Regions from separate parts of the Anser cygnoides genome. Here region 1 is linked to region 2. Evidence: chromatin contacts called from public Hi-C data. All regions are on one chromosome and are shown on one strand. Each heading gives the region's core, a stretch centred on a gene start, on an enhancer-like site or on the middle of the called end of the contact. The rest is flanking DNA. Distances are from core to core; before and after follow the strand shown.

Evidence for each region. A called contact is a pair of places that touch in the nucleus more often than the background predicts.
Region 1: a Hi-C map of liver shows a contact between it and region 2, with 3 times the contacts expected there. The contact joins the enhancer-like site here to the promoter of DSTN in region 2. A contact is called at or near these places in 2 of 7 Hi-C or Micro-C datasets (both in liver).

What each region holds. Positions count from the first base shown.
Region 1 is chr3:15,054,271-15,057,339 of Taihu_goose_T2T_genome, reverse strand. No RefSeq gene overlaps it. Among named protein-coding and RNA genes, the nearest start is that of RRBP1, 15 kb to the right of the region's middle. Within about 2 kb of position 1,554, at least 2 of the 3 cell types and tissues checked have open chromatin away from gene starts, as enhancers often do. A contact at or near this core is called in liver, where this site is marked.
Region 2 is chr3:14,999,424-15,002,433 of Taihu_goose_T2T_genome, reverse strand. It overlaps DSTN (destrin, actin depolymerizing factor), which reads right to left and starts at 1,743. Exons shown (of 4, transcript XM_066993538.1): 1 at 1,601-1,743. The coding sequence starts at 1,603. LOC136790336 (a long non-coding RNA gene) reads left to right here and starts at 1,829. Exons shown (of 2, transcript XR_010830066.1): 1 at 1,829-1,966; 2 at 2,318-2,531.

The DNA of each region.
Region 1 (3,069 bases), core at 305-2,804, 55 kb before region 2:
CTGCGCTTGGGCAGCCAGACGTTGAGAAAGGAAAAGCCACGTAGCTAGAGAATTCAAACAAAAGCTGTCATGGTTCCCCAGCTGGGGAGATACAGCAGGGCTGGGGAGAAAATGGTCACTGGGGAACGTCGCTGCTCTGCCGAAGAGGGTTTGGGGGGATTTGGTGAGAAGAAATATCCGGTTCCTGCAGTGACAGGGATCACGGTCTGCCAGGATTAATGCCATCTTGTTATGACTGAGGTGCTCTGGGGTCGGATGGTGCATGGTGTCTGGGCAATGAAACGTGAGCTCTTGAGAGAAGAGGGGAGTTTTAATCAGGAACCGTGAAATGGTTCGCATTTGCCGAGCCATTTGGGGGAAAGAGCTGACTTTTGGATAAGAGACAGATATGTGGAAAGATCTGTCTTATAGAGTCCTCTTTCTGGGTTTCTTGGCTGTCTGTGCTGCCTCTGTCTGTGGCACAGATTTCAGCTGAACTAATCCTGTAAAAATGCTGCAACATCCTCTTAATTCCCTCTAAACCAGATTTTCCTCGGGATAACCACAGCAGAGGCCTGAATCAGTGCAGTCTGTGTTCAGACGTTTCCCGTTGCCTTGAATCACAGTTTGGATGAGCTGAGCTGAGATGCTGGGCAGGGAGCTGGAAGGGCTGGTGGGTCTCATGCTCTCCTGCCACCCTTTGATGGGGCAATAAATTTGGCTGGAGGGCCTGTGGGATGGCCAGGCTTTTTTTTTTTTTTTTTTTTTTTTTTTTAGTATGTAAAAATAGAAAAGAGGGAAAAAAAAAAAAACAAACAACCCTTAAAATTCTTTCTTTCCTTGTCCAGCTTTCTACAGAAACAGCAAGGAGAAAAAGTCCCAGGAGAGCAGTTGCTTGAGGCATAGGCAGGGGGTCCATCCAGATTTGCTGAGTCCAGAGACAAGACACAAAACACATCGCACCAAGCCCCTGGTTTCTTCCTCTTCATGCCATAAAGAACATTTCCTTAAGTGAGAGCACCGTGCCATGCAATTTGCAGACCTCCTGCAACAAAATTTAGAGGGGAAGAAAATCCCCCAGTTTCCTGGGTCCTGAGGGAGCAAAAGGTTTAAACCCAAAGGTCTGCTAAACCCATAGGGCTGATGTTCCTACATCAGGATCTGAGGCTGCTGGTTTTTCATGGTGCTGGGACACAGCTGGAGGAAATCCCATGGGACTTGTAAGGAAACAGAGAGGGAAGAGACAAAGAGAAGATGGAGAAAGACAGAGGACAGGCTGATTGAGATGATCAACATGTAAATGTAACTAAAAGCTAGCGGGCATGTCAAAAACACGTTCCCTGGCATCTTGTACAACCTCCCATGATTTTACAGAGACAATATCCATGGTTTATCGACAACAGCAGGTGAGTACAACCGTGAGACTGCTCTGGTGCCTCTTAATCCCTTTAGCACAGCTCCAGGCATCCTGAGGGCAATGTTATGTGCGTCAGCACAGCAGGACTATCATCCTATGAACAACCTCATGTCCTTCTACTGTGAGGACCAGGGCTTTCACCCAGAGCTGAGGCCTGCTTCTCTCACTCAGCTGGTTGCCTTGCTCTGCTCTGAGAGCACTGGTCAGAAGATACACTTGCCCCTCAATGCCCTTCAGATGTTTTAAGGAGTTGGGCTGAGCCTGGTCAGGCATGGAAGGAGGGTTGGAAGGAGAATGGCCAGGCGGGTTTCTGGGAGCCATCCCCAGGTGGGTAAGACTTGAATCAAACAACTCCAGGAGAATGTGGACTGGGAAAGGAAAGGTCATGTAGAAGCCCAGGAGGAACCTACAGGTCTTCTGCCTACAGAAAAGAGAAATGACAGTAGTGTTGGAGATAAAAGCTTTGTCTCCAGCTAATTAACAGTGCTGATTCCTGCTCGCCGAGCCTAGACGGGCCTTTCAGTGAAAGTCTAAACATTAACAAGGCAAGTGGTGTGCACACAGCGAAGCAGCTCAAACACGGCGTGGGTGGCATGCTGGCGGGCGTTCACACGCAGACACAAAGGAAGGGGTCCTCCAGTGTTCAAGGCTGCCTTCTATCGCTTCGTCAAATATTTGTTTGCATCTGTGACCTTCCGGCATTCCCATCATGGGGGTGATTTCGCCTGCAGGTACGCTGGCAGCCACTTTGAATTACAGCAGGGACCTGTAAGCAGGGCATGTCAACAGAAATCCTCGCAGGTGGGGTTCCTCCAGGAGGTCTTCATTCCTGCAGAACCCAGCGCCAGGCCCTGGCAAAATTTGCCAGTGCCCTGTGACAAGGCTCTCAAAAGTGCTCTTCTCTTCAGAAAGGTTTTTCTGAGGTAACGTGGTGCCAGAGGAACCTCTGGTTTGGTGCAGGGCAGCGCTGCAGCCCCGGGGACGGAGCTGCCCCAGGCCGCTTCAGCTGCAGGCCATGCGGTGCAAGGGGTGAAGGGGAGCCGTGCGCCGCCGCCAGCGATGGGTCAAGGGCTTCCCTGCTCTGGGCTGCTGTAAGCTCAGCCTTTTAAAACACCGCCACGCCGGCCAAAAGGCTCTTTCCACGTGTTGGGAAGGCAAATAGAGCCGAGCACCAGGGAGCAGGCAGAACTGGCCTTTAGTTGCCAGCTCTTCTTGGCTGGTCAGAGAGGATGTTTCCTGAGACCTAATGTACCTCCCACTTTTATTTATTTATTTTCGTCAGGGTGCAGAGCCGGGGGCTGGGGTAGGACGTGCACAAACTCACCGTGTGTTCGGCATCGCGCAGCTGCCTTAGGGAATTCTTTCCCCTCCCCTCCACCCAGGCTGCCCCTCCTCATCTCCTGGAGCTGCAGCCGGCTTGGGAGCAATGCCACCGCAGCGCTGGGACCCGGGGGAGGTCCTGCCTCCAAAAATAATTCTCTGTCTGCCCAGTATCCACTTTATTTATTTATTTATTTTAAGCTGGATCTGTTCCCTGATCAAACCCGTGATAGGGTGAGCTGTGGTGGGTCACTGGGGAGGGGAAGGTGGCATTTTCCTGCACAGGCCCTGGATATTCCAGCACAGGATGGCCTGGTTGGCCATCAAAAGCCCTGCCAGACTCAGAGCAGGGG
Region 2 (3,010 bases), core at 494-2,993:
CCCCACACCCACACTACCCATTGTCAGGAGGCTGTCAGCTCGCATACGAGGCACACGTACCTTGTAATTACACGGATTGGGGAATACTGTTGACTAACAACGAGGAAAAAATGATTTGCACAGCCCTCCGAAGACCGTGGAATCATTTAATCCAGTAGTAAAGCAAACCGAACCTCGTGGCAAGACAGATAAAAGCCGAAAATCCAATGTTCTTTTGATGTAAAGTGACGCCCTGCTGCTTGGCGTTATGGTACTCTGCCAAAAGGCCTACGCTCTGCCTAAAAGCAAAATCGTTTGCTGCAACTAGAACGCATCTAAAAACACAGGAACCAAAAAAAAAAAAAGCCAAAAAAACACACCCTGTTCTAAAAAAGATCACTATGAGAAATGCTAGTTCTGGCTGACTTGGGAATTGCCTGGTTCTGAAGCAAGATGCAGCCTGACACGCCGAGGAGTCATTTTAAACTAGGTTTGCGTACTGCAGAGGTGGCAGCTAGCTTGTTCAGACAAGCCTATTTTAAACAAGAGCTGCAAGTCTCGTCAGACTTTTCAGCAGCTTCATCTGCAACTCCCATTAGCTCTGCTCCACGCTGCAGCCCGGCCGGGGATGCTTCAGCTGGGTTTTATAGGAAGCAGGGAGATTACCAGCACATCCTGCGCGCTGGGGCCGTGCGGGGCGGGAGTTTATCCACGAGCTGTGCCCTGCGTCGGGGACACGAACGGCGAATGCTGCGGGTGGGCTGCGACGCCCTTCAAAAGCTAGCGGCGAATAACCTAACGGAGGGCGTTAAGAGACGCCGGTGTTTGGTGCCGGAAAGGCAAGAACAGGGCGGTAATTAGGGCTGTGCGAGCTAATTCATGCCAATTCATCAATCTCAGCCGTGCGGGTTAAACGGGGGGGTGGGGTGATGGGAGGGGGCAAACTTCGCCTTTACCCCCCCCCCCCCGATCCGCCCACACGGCGCCGGGGCACAATGGCCGGGCGGCTCTCTGGGGGCGTTTCTCCCCTCACGGCCGAGGCAGGGCTCGCACCCTCCTCCTCCTCCTCCTCCTCCGCCAGGCTCCAGCGGCCTTGGGCGCCCCCCCACCCCCTCCCCCCGAGGAAGATGGCTCCCGCCGCGCGGCCGGATGCGGCCGGGGGCAGCCGCAGCTTCCTGCCGGGCCGGGCCGGGCCGGGCCGTACCCCCCCCACCCCCCGACCTACAAAAGCCCCGGGGGGGGGGGGGGGGTTGGGTGCGGCCGCGCCCTGCGGCACAGACAGGGAGCGCTGGGAGGGGCCCCGCGGCGCGCTCCGCTCCCCCCCCGCGCCACGAAATGGACGCGCTCGGCCCCCCGCGCGCGCACGCGGCGCGGGCCGTACCATCGCGCCTCCGGGGGGGGAGGGGGAAGGGGCGCTCTGAGGGGATGGAACGTACCACCGCAAAGCGGGGGGGGAGGGGAGGAACGTTCCACGGCACTGATGCGGGGGGGATATGGGGGGGGGGGGGATTCCGCCGCCTCACGGCGCGGCGCCCCGAGGGACCGGAGCCCGGCGGGGAGCCGCCGGTAGGCTCCCGGGGCTGTGGGGTGGAGGGGGGGGGGCGCCCCGCAGGTCCCTTACCATGGCGGCGGCGGCGGGCGGCGGAGCGCGGTGCGGCGGCGGCTGCTCCCCTCGGCGGCTGGGCGCGGCGCGGGCTCCGGCGGCAGGAAGGGAAGCGGCGAGGGCGCGAGCCGGGCGGAAACGCTGCCGACGTCACGGCCGCCGGGCCCGGAGGAGGAAGCGGTTGCTATGGTGGGAGCCCCGCGTGGCAACGCCCCGCTGCCTCACTAGAGACAGAGCGCATGCGCGCCTGCCGCCCCCCCGCTCCGTACGCCCCCTGAGGGGGGCGGGCCGCCCAATCGGAGGCGGAGCCGGCGGGTGATGGATGGCCGGCCGGCCAATGGCGGCGGGCGCTGAGAGAAGAGGGGCGGGGCTACCTGCCCCAAGGTGTGCGCGGAGGGCGGGGGGTGCGTGAGGGAATGAGGGGGGGGCAAAAGGAGGGGGGGGTAAAAATGGGGGCGTGAGGGGGCAAAACGGCGCGTGAGGGGCCAAAATGGGGGCAAAAAGGGGGCAAAATGGGGGTGTGAGGGGGTAAAAAGGGGGTGTGAGGGGGTAAAAGGGGATTTAGGGGGGTAAAAGCGGGGGCGGGGGCGGCTGTGAGGGGCAGGGAGCGATCGTGAGGGGAGGCGGCCGGGTCGAGGCCGGGCGGGGGCGGCGGCGGGCTGAGGAGGCGGTGAGGGGGAAGTGGCTTCGCTCGCTCGCCTTTTTTTTTTTTTTTCTAATTTTTTTTTTTTTCAGGGTTTTTCACTACCTACTTTGGTGCGATCTCAGCCAGCCACTCGTGATTGGCTGGCGCCGGCCGTTGCCGCGGCGAGCCGAGGAAACCCTGTGCATCGCGCCGGCCTCCAGACAAAGCACCCGGCGCCCGGCCTCCGCTCCTGGGGCGCTCGCCCCGAAATGCTGCAAAAAAAAAACAACAATAAAAATAATAAAAATGTTATCGTTTCCTTAACGTTTCTGCGCGATGTGTTGCGGGGCTTCTGTAAGCAGGCTGTTCGCTGATTGCTGAAGCGTCTAACGTGAAAAAGTAGAGGTGGTTTGGCTTCGTTACTGGGTGCGGCGATGCTCCCGGCTTGAACTGCCATGAATTGATGAGCAAAGAACCCCCAGCATCAAGCGTGTTTGTTGAGCCTCTCTCTCTGTGCCTGCTTGTAAGCAGAAAACAAAGCAAGATTTGTGTGGCTGTTTTCAGGGCTGGCGTACGAGGCAGCAATATTTCTGGCTTACATCTAACATAAAGCATCAACAACAAAGGTGTAAGCCATACCTTACAGTTTTTATCCATATTCCCCCGTTCTAGTTACACACATAATTTTTTTTTCTAACCTCCTTGCAGCATACCCCCGTCGTTTCCCTTTTTAGATGCTGTTGTGCCTGCTCACTTGAGATATGGGTTGCTGAAAGATCGCATATTGAAAATGCATGTGTTGA